Regions from separate parts of the Mus musculus genome. Here region 2 is linked to region 1. The links are chromatin contacts, called in public HiChIP or PLAC-seq maps. All regions are on one chromosome and are shown on one strand. The core of a region is the stretch at or near the end of the contact, and the rest is flanking DNA. Distances in the headings are between cores, read along the strand shown.

What was found. HiChIP or PLAC-seq counts read pairs in DNA pulled down with a chosen protein or histone mark.
Region 2: a contact with region 1 is called in an H3K27ac HiChIP or PLAC-seq map of embryonic stem cells, with 3 times the contacts expected there. The contact joins two enhancer-like sites. A contact is called at or near these places in 6 of 484 Hi-C or Micro-C datasets (the G1E-ER4 cell line, embryonic stem cells and myocytes) and 4 of 115 datasets of contacts at active chromatin or transcription factors (all in embryonic stem cells).

Annotation. Positions count from the first base shown.
Region 1 is chr5:142,126,596-142,133,605 of GRCm38.p6, reverse strand. It overlaps Sdk1 (sidekick cell adhesion molecule 1), which reads right to left. Exons shown (of 45, transcript NM_177879.5): 31 at 5,732-5,835; 32 at 1,512-1,582. It overlaps Gm52792 (a long non-coding RNA gene), which reads left to right. Exons shown (of 3, transcript XR_003955822.1): 2 at 2,214-2,327; 3 at 3,677-4,812. Among named protein-coding and RNA genes, the nearest start is that of Gm52792, 4.6 kb to the left of the region's middle. Within about 2 kb of position 3,450, at least 20 of the 459 cell types and tissues checked have an H3K27ac peak or open chromatin away from gene starts, as enhancers often do. A contact at or near this core is called in embryonic stem cells, where this site is marked.
Region 2 is chr5:142,437,114-142,444,123 of GRCm38.p6, reverse strand. The region is part of intron 2 of Foxk1 (forkhead box K1); the gene reads right to left. Among named protein-coding and RNA genes, the nearest start is that of Ap5z1, 23 kb to the left of the region's middle. Within about 2 kb of position 3,478, at least 384 of the 459 cell types and tissues checked have an H3K27ac peak or open chromatin away from gene starts, as enhancers often do. A contact at or near this core is called in embryonic stem cells, where this site is marked.

The sequences.
Region 1 (7,010 bases), core at 2,201-4,700:
TCTTTCTTTCTTTCTTTCTTTCTTTCTTTCTTTCTTTCTTTCTTTCTTTCTTTCTTTCTTTCTTTCTTTCTTTCTTTCTTTCTTTCTTTTTGGTTTTTTGGGACAGGGTTTCTCTGTATAGCCCTGGCTGTCCTGGAACTCAAATTGTAGACCAGGCTGGCCTCCAACTCAGAAATCTGCCTGCCTCTGCCTCCCTAGTGCCGGGATTTAACTTGCTTCTTATTAGATAGTTTGTCTTTGCTAGGAGGAAAGTAGCTAATGTGAGATACAACCTAACACTTAGGTACCAAGAGACAACATGGTATACCTCATGATCTAGACCCGTAGGAGCCACTGGCCATTATACTAGCTGGTTGGTCCAGACACTTTGGGGGTAAGATGGTTCCTCCAGCTGCCTGCTCCTGTTTCTCTTTTTCTTAGTGCAAGCTCCAGGCTCTAGTATCCTAGGGCTCTGCTCTGAATTGTCTATCATGTTTGAGGTATGGCCACACAATTCTTAGGCCATCCTGCCCAGAGGGTCATTCATTTCCCAGGCCCTTACTAGTACCCTAGCCTGGGCCTTTCAGCCCTCAGAGATAAGTCTCTGCCACCTAGCAGGCTCCCTCTTCATTGGGTCATATAAATAATTCTTTTAGAATGGGTTTCTAGGATGACCTGTAATCCACTGAAATACTTCAATAAGTCTTCCCTCTTTTGTGTTGTCCCCGCCCCAGGTTATTTTGTCATAGTATTGAAAGTCTGTCCAGAACAGAGTCATTGAGGTGTCTTTGTCTCTGTATTCATGTTAGCACCTGCCATTCCCTTTGACACCACCACCAATCTTTTTGTTGTTGTTGTTTTGTTTTGTTTTATTTTGTTCGAGACAGGGTTTCTCTGTATAGCCCTGGCTGTCCTGGAACTCACTTTGTAGACCAGGCTGGCCTCGAACTCAGAAATCCGTCTGCCTCTGCCTCCCGAGTTCTGGGATTAAAGGCGTGCGCCACCACGCCCGGGTTACCACCACCAATCTTAAGGACGAGTCTCATAGCCACTTGGTCCACCCTTTTTATCCCCAGCACACAGTGGTCAAACCTGGGCTAAGCAAGCCTTCCTGTGGCTCTCTGCACACGGCCCACAGTATCAGCTCTCCCTCAGGCCCTTAGGGCCTCACACTCTTTAGCAGGACAGCCCCAGGTCTGACATCTGGAATGTCACCCCTCACTAGCCAGCATCTCTGCCTCTTCTCTCATCCCTGTGCTCTGCAAGCCCATTGGTCTGAGGGCAGGCTGCAGCCCTGGAGATCTGAACACCTATTTCTTCAGTGCTGGGCCTTGGGGAGCCCCAACCCTGGGCCAGTCCTCTCCTGTAGACTCCTGCTGTCATTCCTCCGTTGGGGGTTCTGTCTAACACAGACAGGCTGTTATATACTGGACGTGTGCGTAGCTTGTGTGTAGACTCTGCAGTTGTCATGGCTGACTGAACCAGGAAGCCAAAGCATACATCAGAAATAAATGAGTGCCCCTGGCTCTTACCTGCCACTGGATCAGAACGGAGGACGTGGTGTGCGGTGTGGCTGAGACAGACCCTGGTGGCTCTCCTGGAACTGCAGGGCAGCAGATGGAAGAAAGCAGGGTTAGAATGGCTCTGGAGGGTTTCAGATGCCCTTTGGTGTGGGGGTGGCCTTCCTCTCTTCAGGTACCTTCAACCGTCATTCATCTGCCTAATGTAACAAGGATGGCTCCTTTAACCATGCTGGGACATTCAGGTGAACTGGAATCCCCCATGGGCCCCTGCGGACACCCACAATCCTCTGGGAGCTCCTGCCCAAAAACCTTCTTTGGGTTCCATGTCTTTGGGAATGGCAGTCAGACAGCATTTTCTGAAATCATGGGTGATAGTTGTTCATTCCTTGTGAGCAAGCCAGGTGGTCACAGTGAGGTCACGTGTTCTTAGTATGAAACACAGATGTGACTGTTGGTAGAGTCGAGGCTGCTGCTGGCCAGTTAGCAAGGCAAACGGCATCTGGCTGTGAGCCAGGACGCTGTAGTGGTTTGGTCTGGTCTCAGGAAGGACAAGGTTGGGTTGGTTCCTGCCATGGCTGAGCCTGCTTTTGGACCAAAGCAGAACCCTATCATGTATCAGGTGTAGGAGGCCTCCTCCCCATGGCCCTTTTGCCCTCTCCAGATCACATAGTCCTCGCTTATCTACCAAACTGATCCTCTATATCTCCTCAGCTGTGCCCGAGTGCCAAGAAGAGCCAGTCCAACAAGTGCTTATGGAGCTAGACAGGATTGGGCATAGTCCTTGACCTCACATGTGTACCGGGCTCTGTCTACCTCACATCCCAGGTTTGTCCCAGGCTGATTCTCCTCTGAGTCCTCCAGGCCATCCACACTTGGCCATACATGTGGACCCTAGTGTCACCCTCTAGGCCGGTGGTTCTCAACCTATGGGTGGTGACCTCTTTGGGAGTTGAATGACTCTTTTCACAGGGGTTGCCTAAAATTACAGTTATGAAGTAGCAATGAAAATAATTTAATGGTTGGGGGGGGGGTTCACCACAACATAAGGAATTGTATCAAAGGGTTGTAGTATTAGGAAGGTTGAGAACCATTGCTCTAGACCTTATACTATCATCAATGTGGACCTTTATCCGTCCCAAGAATCCTGTGCAGTGGATAGATATCAGGTTAATTAGAAATGTGGACTGTGCAGTGGTGGTGCACACTTTTAATTCTAACATTCAAGAAGCAGAGACACGTGGATCGCTGTGAGTTCAAGGCCGGCCTAGTCTATAAAATGAATTCCAGGGTAGCCAAGACTGTTAAATAGTCCTTGAAAAACCTGCCTCGAAAAACAAACAAACAAACAAACAAAACGGCCAACAAAAAAATGGTGATCAGGGACCACTATGCTTGGGGTCCTGGGGACTTTGGAAGCACAAGCAGAGGGACTGCAAACTCAAGACCAGCTTGTGCCATAACTGAATCTCTGTCAAACAGCACAAAACAAAACAAAGATAAAAAACCCAAAACCAACAATGTCTAAGGGAATGGCTTAGTTACAGAGTAAGTACCCAGAATGCCCCAGTGAGGGGCTGGGGTGTGGCTCAGTGGTAGAGCCCCTGCCTAGAATCCCCCAGTGAGGGGCTGGGGTGTGGCTCAGTGGTAGACCCCTGCCTAGAATCCCCCAGTGAGGGGCTGGGGTGAACACCTGCAAGGCTTTGGATCCCATCCCTAACATAAGAAAAAGAAAATGTCACTCAGAGTCATCAGAAGCCCCTCCCTCTTCTAGCTGTGGTAGGGTTGGTCTTGCCAGTCAATCTCCACCTGACAGAGAGAGACAAAGGGCCACAAACACAATGCAAATCCACCCACAAAGGGAAATTGCAAGTCTCAGACAAGGAAGATGATGAGATAGGAGCCTCAAAAGCTCCATTTGAATATCAAAGGCTTAAGAAGGGGCCTGGGGAGTCTGGAGAGGTCCTTGAATAGCTTTTCAGAAATGGCCTATTCCTTGAGGTCGCTGGGAGCCTGTCAGGATCCCGTGCTCCCTGTTTGTCAGAGATAACCCAACAATGAAAGCAGCCTGCTAGGTGTCTGGGTTCCTTTCTTCTAAGAATTAGTGCACTGTTGCAAATATTCTCTCCATTGTGTCTGATGCAAGATAAAAATGAATGTGGTTTTTTTTTTTTCAGGTTTCCTTTGATGCCGACTTTCTACCCTTGTTCCACCCCCTCCCCTCTCTTGTGTGTAGACTCTATGCATATGTGTACATGTTTATGCCCCATGCTGGTCCTCAGGGGAGTGTGCGTAGGCTGGAAGTTAAAGCTGGATATCTCTTCGCTGCTCTCTACCTTAGTTTGAAAGTCTATTGCTGAACCCACAGTTTCTCCACTTTGGCTAAACTGGCTAGCTAAGCCCTGGCACCTCCACCCCCATTCACCTGCTGGGGTTACAAATGTTGTTGAGATTTTTTTTTTGGTAACATGGGTGCTGGAGATTTGAACCCAGGTCCTTATGCTTGAGCAACAAGTACGCTGCTCGCTGGACTTTCTCTCCAGTCAGCACACCCTCAGGTTTAAAGGAGTTCATTGATAGCCTTTCTCCCTCCACATATTCTTAGCAATGAGTGAAGGGGGTTTGTGTCTGCTGTTTCCCACCTGCCCTGCCAGGCGCCTTGGGCCACCCACCCAGCTTCCTGTACAAGGTCACCGCTTCTCTCCTGAGCTCTGCTGCTTCTTGGCCCCTACAGCTGCAAGCAGGATCTCATCAACTCTCAGGATGAGAGCACAGGATTCATTTTTCCAGGGATTCAGGGAAGCCTAGAGTCCTTTTCATCAGGACCAGACCCAGTGGACACAACAGTATGGATGCTGGGTTTGCAGCAAATTCTCTCTGTTAGCTGAAGTTCTCAGGGGAAAAAAAAGGCTATCTACATTAACCATTGCAACTTCTGTGACCCTAGAAAGTTGGAATGTTACAGGTCAGGGAGCTGAATTATCTTTGGCTATCTTAGTCCCTAAATAACCATGGATTCCCTACCACTGTGCGCAATCTAACACCATTGTGACTGTTATGTAAATCCTTTTGGAATGTATAAACAGACCCCAGCTTCCCTAACTCAAAGGCTAAAAATGTCACCAGATAAGTCTGAGATGTAGAGTCAACATTACCATATCTTACCTACCTGGTGTTCCCACCAATTTGTTCCACACATTGATGCAAAATTGTTCTTGTTTAAAATTTCCTTTGTTCAGCTACTATAAAAACTGTATGGAATTGTTATCATGTTGGAATACAGAATTTAAGGCAACCTGAATCCGTGTTTCCCTGGACCACAGTCACTCAGATTTGACTCCCACGTAAAGTATCTCCCATTCCTGTGGAGGTGAGAGCTCTCTGGTTTTTTGTTTGTTTGTTTTTATTTTGTTTTTGCATCAAACATCTTGAGTGCAGCTGGGAAGCTGCAATGGGTTATCTCCATCCTTGGGCTAGTCCCTGAGGTGGCCTGAAACTTTGTGTAGAACAAGTTAAACTTCCAGGCTCTGAAGGGTCTGGAAGTGGGGAGGAGGAGCAAGGACACATGGTGTGAGGTCACAGGACCAGGCAGCTGGGACCTGGCCCATTTGGAAACCATTGCACTGGAGCGTTAAATGGAAAAGACAGAGCTTTCTGGGAGTTACCACAAAGCCCTGGTGGCTGCACTAAGTGCCTGGGCTTTGAGGCTGATCTGGGAGTTATGCAGTATCCATCTCCCATCAGGCTTGTCAGGTTATCGCTGTGTCTGATGGAGTGCTCTCCCAGGATCACCGCACTCCTTCCCATATCCAGGAACAGGTCGCTGACAATGTGTCTTCAGGCCCAGTGCTTCTGAGGTCAGAAGGGGGTGAAAAAGCCACCTGGTGCTTTGGGGGAATCTGAAACTGCTTGGACCCAGCTACCCGCAGACATTTATTTTTAACGACCTCCATTAATTATTCAATTTCTAATGGTTTTGGAAGCCAATCAAAGCAAGTTCCATTCCATCTGGAAGCTCTCGGGGGGGGGGGGGGGGGCTTGATTTATGACCATGGGGTGTGTAGGAACACCCCAGGCTGTCAGTTACTAATGGACTTCCTCTGCTTGTCACCCTCCCTGGTGACCCCTCCTCTCTGCTCAGGACTGGAACAGGGTCTCTTTCTGGGAGAAAGTTGCCCTCGGGCCTTGGCATAGCAGTGGGGAGTGGTTGTGTTGGGCTGGCTTTTGCTCACCATCTTGCAAAGTGGTCACAGCCTCTGTTTCTGCACTGAAGTCACTGTCCCCAATGTCATTGGTGGCCTTCAGGCGCAGCTTGTAGGAGGTGAAAGGCCTCAGCCTGCAATGGAAAGAAATCAGTAACTATAGGGAGCCTGTCTGTCTGTCTGTCTGTCTGTGTAACAACTAAGGAACCTTAGAGAGGCTGACAGATGTTTCTTCTGCCCTGGGAACTGCTCAGTTGAGTCACCCTGCAACCAGGATGGACAGAACCACTCAGTGGATACAGCTACTAGATTCTTTCAGGGCCCACTAGACTGCCATGGTGCCCTGGGAGAGACAGTACCACTGAGGGAGATATCAGTGAGACAATTTTGTCTAGAGGACATTCAGTACCTCTTTAATAAGATGCTACTCAGTAAATGATTGCTTGCCTAGGCCAAGGATGGAGGGGTAGAGCTGGCGTTGGGCTCAGGGGAAGAGCTGAGAGATCTGTCTTCTAGCTCTAATGTATCCAAAGCAAAGCCTGCCCCTAATTCCTCCCTGGTCGCTCCTCCCTAAGGTGCCTGTCAGGGCTCTGTCCTGGCCCATCAACCTCCTTGGATTCCTGATGTCTCTGCCCTACCCAAACCAGACATGCCATAGAGTCCTTCTCCCTTCCAGGTGCTAAGCCCATGCTACACCAAGGCAGGGTCATCAGGCAGGAAGGGAATGGGGCAATAAGGAAATGCTGGCTTCAAAGACAGGTTCTGTTCTTTAGAAAACCTTTAATCAATTCCAGAAACCATTGTGGATTAAAGTTCCAGGGTGGGAGAAAGAAAAAGGAAAGGGAAGGAGAGCAGAGGAGAGGAGAGGAGAGGAGAGGAGAGGAAAGAGAAAAGAAAAGATCATTCTACAAGGCTGCTTGACTGATCAGAACTTCTAGGATGTCACACATTCGGAGGAAGCTATCTTGGACACCCATTAGTCCACTAAACAGCCATCAATGTCTACTTCTGGGTTTGACTGAACATCCATGTGACTTTTAGCCAAATCCTTTCAGAAGGTACAGACGGGCCTCTGGCTTCCACACCTACCTAAAGGCTAAGAATGTCCTCAGACAGCAGCTGAAGCGAAAGCAGAGATTTCCTCCACTCTCTGTAACCACCTGCCTGCGGTTTCCAACAATGTATTTTAAATAGCCTTGAGTTAAGGCTTTCTTTGTGTTACCATAAAAACTTCATGGACTTGTTACTATGTTGGAACATGGTATTTGAGGTAGTCTGGTAGTCCTGGACTATGTTCACTCATATTTGA
Region 2 (7,010 bases), core at 2,229-4,728, 310 kb before region 1:
TTGCCTCCCAATCTCAAGTCCCTCAACAGTGTTTTCAAAAGGGGCCGAGTCACCAGGCTGGCGGGGCGGCCGCTCAGGACCCTTCTCGGGAAGTAGGTGAAGAATGCTCCTTAATAACCCGAGAGGAGTAATTCAAGAAAGAAAGACATGTGAGTCCAGGATGGAACCTTTTCCTCCCGGAAGTCCTGGATGAGGAGGAAGACCACTCGTGGGTCAGAAGGTCCTACCTAGAGCCAGGGCCGGGCTGCGGAGGCAGCAGCCTGCCAGAAGGGTGCGGGACACCGAGCACGCTGGACCACACAGAAAAGGGGAATTACAAACCCCAAGATGGGGAAAACAAGACAGAGTACAAGGAAGGAAATGGCTGGGCCCCGTAATTGTGACACACATACAATAGGAGACTCTGGCAGGAGCTGAACCAAAGACGATGGAACTTTACTGGGGAGAGGGAGGAGACGTGAAATCCAAAGTCCCTCTCGGAAACACGAGGCCCTGACGCAGAAGGACGCCTGCAAAGGGCAGGCCATGCGGGACAAGCCAGAGGGGCCCTAGGGGAGTCCCTCCACTGTGGGAACCGCACGACACCCACCATTTACTGCTGAGTTTGAACAAAAGGGCAGAGAAGGAAGATCTTCAGAGGCAAACACTGCAGACTTATCCTCAAGCATGTCTGTGCCCTGCGCAGGTGAGGTGCTCTGCGCAGGTGAGGTAGGTGCCCTGCGCAGGTGAGGTGCCCTGCGCAGGTGAGGTGCCATGCGCAGGTGAGGTAGGTGCCCTGCGCAGGTGAGGTGCCCTGCGCAGGTGAGGTAGGTGCCCTGTGCAGGTGAGGTGCCCTGTGCAGGTGAGGTGCCCTGCGCAGGTGAGGTGCCATGCGCAGGTGAGGTGCCCTGCGCAGGTGAGGTGCCCTGCGCAGGTGAGATAGGTGCCCTGTGCAGGTGAGGTGCCCTGTGCAGGTGAGGTACCCTGTGCAGGTGAGGTGCTTGCAGGCAAGCCTGACAGACAATGCAAGTTCAGTTCCCTGAACCTGCCTGCGTGGTAGAAGGGTGTAGCACGGTGTGTGCGCGCACATACATACTAATAAATACATGGATTTTGTTTTGTTTTGTTTTTTGTTTTTGTTTTCAAAAAGAATGTGTTCTTCTAAGGTAAGTGTCATGTTACTTAAGTCCCTGGAGCTCCTTCAAAAGATTAACTTTGCTTCTGAAACCACAAAGTACCCAAGGTGGAAAACACCCTAATATTAGGTACTCGTTTAAAAATCGTGTGCATATGATGTGTGTATATGTAATTATATATGTATGTATGCATGTATGTGTGCAGGTCAGAGGACAGCTCAGCTAGCTGGGCTATACGCTATCTTTGCATAGGTTCTGGAGATCTGAACTTGGTCTCACCACTGACCAGCCCAGCCCAATATCAGCTACCTTTAGGCAGTCTTACGGCAGGAGAGGGGAGCCATCGCCCTATATCTGGGGGTCTGATACTGGATCTGGGCTCTCAGGCCTTTGCCAGGCCAGGTCTATGTTTTTCGAAGACTTCTCACCGGTGCGACATCTGGGGAGGAAGGGCTGTCCAGTGCAGACACGGTGACCATACAAAAGTTCCCTGCAGGCTGATGAGACAGAGCCCAAGTGGTGCTACACAGGGACACACACCTCAGATGCAGCCACTGGGATCCCAGGAGAACTGGGATGGCCCCCACCAAGCTCGACTGGAAACCCAATGTTGCAGCACCCCAGACAGTGCAGGATGACACACAAACAGCAGGGACAGGCCAAAGGAACACGGAGGGCCCTAAACCCGCTGGTGGGGAGAAACCAAGTTGTCAGATGGGAAAGGAAACAAGGTAAGGCCTGTTGGTGCAGACAGGGACAGGAAACAGCAGACTCAGTGTCCGTAGATGCCTAGAACATTCGATGCCGCCTTCAAGTTCTAATGTGATCACAGGAAGGTTACACAACCTGAAGGAAGCACCAAAGTTTGCCAGGAAGACAAGCATTCAGGAGGCTCCTTTTCCAGAGGTACGCATGCAGAGACCTCCAGGTGTCCCTGAAGTCCTAGACAGCACAGAGCCTGACACACACCATCGCTTCCTACGTTCCTACGTTCCTACTCCACGATAAAGCGTGGCCTGTAACTTACCGGCAGAACTTGCTGTGCTGCTGGTCTTTGGCACGCCTGAATTTGACCCTCCCCGCCCTCTCCCAGTACTGATGCATGCCAGGTTAAGTGATCTACCATGGGGCTTCATCCCCAGCCCACAGTGCAGACTGGGTAATCCAGCCACCCACCAGATACACTGGGCAGGGAGTCACACACAGGGGAGGAGCTATGCAGCGCTGCACTTGATTGAAGACTTGTAACTTGCTCATTTTCTGCAGTTTTCCACTTGGTATTTTTGGACTGTGCATAACTGAAACCACAAGCAAGTGAAACTAAGGCTGGGAGTGGGTTGGGGTGGGGAGGGGAGGGGCGGGGCTCGGTGGGGTGCTAGACTTCTGATGCAGACTGGGGTGCTCTCCAAACGCAAATCTCCGAGAGCACAGGAGACTGAGCTAGCCCTAGCCCGCAGTAAAGTAGAACTGTACTACAGCTCCATGACTAAGGGGGCCAGTTCTCTGATGCCGACTTCCCTTCATTCACATCACCACTGCTAACCTTTGCTACACGTGTACATGCAGGGGGCGGGCACGGCACTGCACAGCCTGGGTGTGGAAGACGGCAACTTTAGGGACTCAGCTCTCCCCTCCACCATGCGGCTTCGGGACTGAGCTCAGGTCTTCAGGCTCGGGAGGGAGCACCTTCCTTTACTCACTGAGCCATCCCACCAGCCTTTCCATCTTAATTTTGGGACAGGGTCTGTAACAGAAGCGAACCCTGAGTTCCCAGTTTCAGCCAGACAGGCTGGCCTCAGATCTGCAATCTTCCTGCCTCAGCGCCCTGGGTGCAGGGATTCCTGGTAAATGCCTGGTGCTGGGACCCACAGGCTACTTTCATGGCTGCTATGGCAGTCTGCTGAAGTGTAGTCCCACGGAGCCTGCTTTAGCCTCAGTAGCCTCAGCAAATGATTAACCAGCTCCCTGTTTTCCTAAATCACTTGCTCTTCACAGAAAGAAAGGTCAAAACACTGCCGAAGCTGCAGTTTCTTTCAAAGAGCTCATTCATCTGCTGGGCGGAGCCCTGCAGGCAGGGACAGCCCCCCCAAAAAAACCCAACATACACACAACTCAAAACCACAGCGGAACAACCCGCCCTGGGAAATAAGGAGCCACCCAACAAACTGAAGCCAGCCTGGTGGGGGGGGGGTGGGGGGGGGGTGGAGTGAGGCAAAGGTACCGAACCCTGGGATCCGCTCCATGGAGGGAGGAGCCACAGCTGGGAGGTCCCCAAGCCTTCGGTGCCCAGGTCGGCCAATAGGGACCCGCTAGCAAAGCTCACCAAATTAGGCAAGCAGACTGAGCAGGGCGGGGCCCACTGCTGCGGGCTGGGAAGTCAAACCCTTTCCCCAAGCCTGCCCCACCCTGGCTCCCGCTGCCTGGGAGAGGAAGGGCAGGGCGTGTTTGTAAACACGTGGGCTCCACCCCTACACAGAAACTCAAACTGAGAAAGTCTTGGCAGGCGAACCTCCAGCGGCCGGCCGCTGAGCTTTACAAAAGCTCAATGGAATTCCTCAGTGTGGAGATAAACGGATGTCAACAGAGATCTTTTGTTGTGACACTTAAAGGCCCAGGGAGTCCAGAGCAAGTCCCAAGCCACTGTCAACAGCGACTGCGGACAGAGTGACCACGCACCCGTGGGAACTCAGGAGGAGCCAAGGGCCTGCCCCCTCCCAGCAGTACCAGGAATGTGGCAGACACAAAGTCGGGACTCCAAGGGAGCACTGGGGACACCAAAGCACCAACTGCTGGGCGGGGGTTCGGGGAGAGGGGGAGGTCTTTACAGCCACTGTGCCACCTGACCAAAAGCCACTCTACACCCGACCTATGATCACTCAGTGTCTTAGCCAGCTGGCTGCTGTTTTGTTTTTGAGACAGGGTCTCATGTAGCTGGGGTATTACACACGGCTTTTGATCCTCCAGCCTCCACCTGCCCAGAGCTGGGGCTGCCATGGGCCACTGCGTCTGCTGTTATCAGTGCTCAGGATCTTGCAGGCTTTCTTGGCAAGCAGCGCTCCACCAACCAGCCCCACTCCCAGCACGCACCACTTTTTCTTTGTATTGTCAATGAGAAACGTTGAAGCCAGGCATGCTTGTGCCTTTAGCCCCAGCTCTGGGGAGGCAGACGCACACAGGATAATTGAGGCCAGCCTATGTAGTGAATTCCAGAGTTACAAAGTGAGATCCTGTCTCAAAAACAAACAAACAACACAAAAAACTACACTATTCAATCCCACAATCACGTACCCTACCTAGTACTGGATATTGAACCAAGAGCCTTTGTTTGTTTGTTTGTTTGTTTGGAGATGAGGCCTCACTATATAGTCCTGGTGTTTCTATAACAAATAACGTAGCCGGCTGGCCTTGATGTGACCCTCTGGCCTCAGCTCCCAAGTGCTGGGATTTCAGGTGTGTGCCACCATGCCATGCCGGGCTAACCTAGGGCCCCTTTCAGGCCCCTAAAGTGTCTACCCCTGAACTCATCCAGGTCCTCTTCTTATTACAGGATGACAGGGTACCACTTGTTGCCCAGGCTCATTTTGGTCCTACTCAGTAGCCCAGGCTGGCCCTGAACATGCTTTTAGGGCTGCCCCACCTGTTTCTCATGTGAGTGTCGTGTGCTTGCTCAAAGCCACATGATTTCCCATGTAAATAACAGAAAGGCTACAACTTTCTTAACTGTTGGGAAGCCAGGAGCCCCAGCAATAGGTGACAAGAACCACTGGTGGGAGGGGCTTTGTGAGGAACCCTCAGTCTCTCAGTGACTGAATCATTCATTTTATATAAACAAACACCTGCACCTGCAATCCCAGCATCTGGGAGGCTGAGTCAGGAAGATTACTGCAAGTTTCAGGCAAGCCTGGGTAACAAACTGAGTTCTGAACCAGCCTCACTGCAGTGAGACCCCGTCTCAAAAAGCAAATCAGGGGCTCGGGCGGCCCTGAGGGTAAAGGTGCTTGCAGTCGAGCTGGTGGGAAGGAGAGCAAAGACTCCCACAGGCTGTTCTCTGACCTTCACATGCCCCTCCCAACAAATACATACATACATACATACATACATACATACATACATCAATATAGCTTACAAAAGAAACAGTATCAGAACAAGTCGCCCACACAGGGCCTCCCGACTGCTCTGACTGCCCTGACCTCTAAGGGGACCGGCCTGGGGCCCCGTCCAAGTTCAGCACCTGGAAGACATGCTCATGCGTTTGGAATGTGGGTCTTAAGAACAGGGAGGCTCCCAGACTGAAAAGAAGCTGGGAAGAAGCAGTCTCTGATGAAATCAATGGCTGAAGGACACGCGGCGGGTGCTGAGCACAGGCTGGCTGTCAACTCTCACCACCGCCTTCCTTCCGCGGCCTTTGCCATCACTGCAGGCTTCACAGCCTGGAAGATGTGGGCGGCTGCTGTGGGAAGCAGCTATGGTGTGTCCTACCCAGGAGACACAACCCACAGTCCACATGTCCAGAACAACAATGGGCTGGCTCTCCACCTCAGCTCTGGGCTTGCAGATTCCCAGGCTGTACCTGTCGCCAGCGTCAGGAAAGAGGACGGACTCCAAAGGACCCGTGTACAGACATTACATGGTAGGAAACAAAATAAGTTCACCAAGACAAACCAAGGGACCCATACACATATACACACACGTATGTGTGTTCAAGTGCAGTGTGTGCTCACACTTATCCCTGCTGATACTCTTAACCATCTTTGGTTTCCACCAGGAGGAAGGACATCTTCAGATGTCATCCCCTGACCTTGAACCTCCAGAACTGAGAATAAAAATCTCCCTTATGTATAAACTTTAAAAGGATCCAACTCCAGCCAAGTGTGGGGCTGCCCAGCTGGGATCCCAGCTGACCAAGGTAGGAGGCCCAACGGTTCCAGGCCAGCTTGAGCATCCGGAAGCTTCCATAGCAACCAGCTGGGGGCGAGGTTGTGGATATGCCTCAGTGGCAAAGTCCCTAAGCCAGTGTGCTGCTTCAAGTAAGAATGGCTCCTAGAGACAGGTCATGTATTGGAATTAGTGGTCCCCAGGTGGTGGAATGTTCAGGAAGGATTACAAAGTATGCCACTAGGGATGGGCTTCAAGGCTTCAAAGCCCGCATCAGGTCCAGCTGTCCCCCATCTGCCCCTCCTGCCTGCACATCTAGTTGCCGCCCAGTGCCATGCCTGCTTCCAGCCCCTCAACCAGGAGTCATGGACTCACCCTCTGAGACTGTAAGCAAGCCCCTAATTAAATTAAATTTTATAAGTTGCCTTGGTCATGGTGTCTCATTACAGACAGAGAAAAGAGTCTTAGCGTCTTAGTTAAGGTTATACTATTGGTACTACAAAACACCATGACCAAAAAGCAAGTTCAGGCAAAAGGGGGTGTATCTGGTGTACACTTTCATATTGCTGTTCACCACTGAACTCAACGAGGGCAGGATCCTAGAGGCGGGAGCTGATGCAGAAGCCATGGAGGGGCGCTGCTTACTACCTTGTTCCCCAGGGCTTCCTCAACCTGCTTTCCTATAGAACCCAGGACCACCAGCCCAAGGATAGCCCCACCCACAATGTACTCTATCACTAATTGAGAAAATGCCTTACAGCTGAATCTCATGGAGGCATTTCCTCAACAGAGGCTCCTTCCTCTCTGTTGGCTCTAGCGTGTGTCAAGTCGACACAAACCCAGCCAGTACAACTGATTCCTTGACTTAACACACAAACACATCACTACTAAGCCACAACCCTTCCTTTCTTATTCATCCCCAAGATATCACATTAAAAACATAATTAACTTTAAAAGCCCCACTGTCTTTACAAACTCAAAACTTTACACATTCAAATTTCAGTCTCTTTAAAATATCCA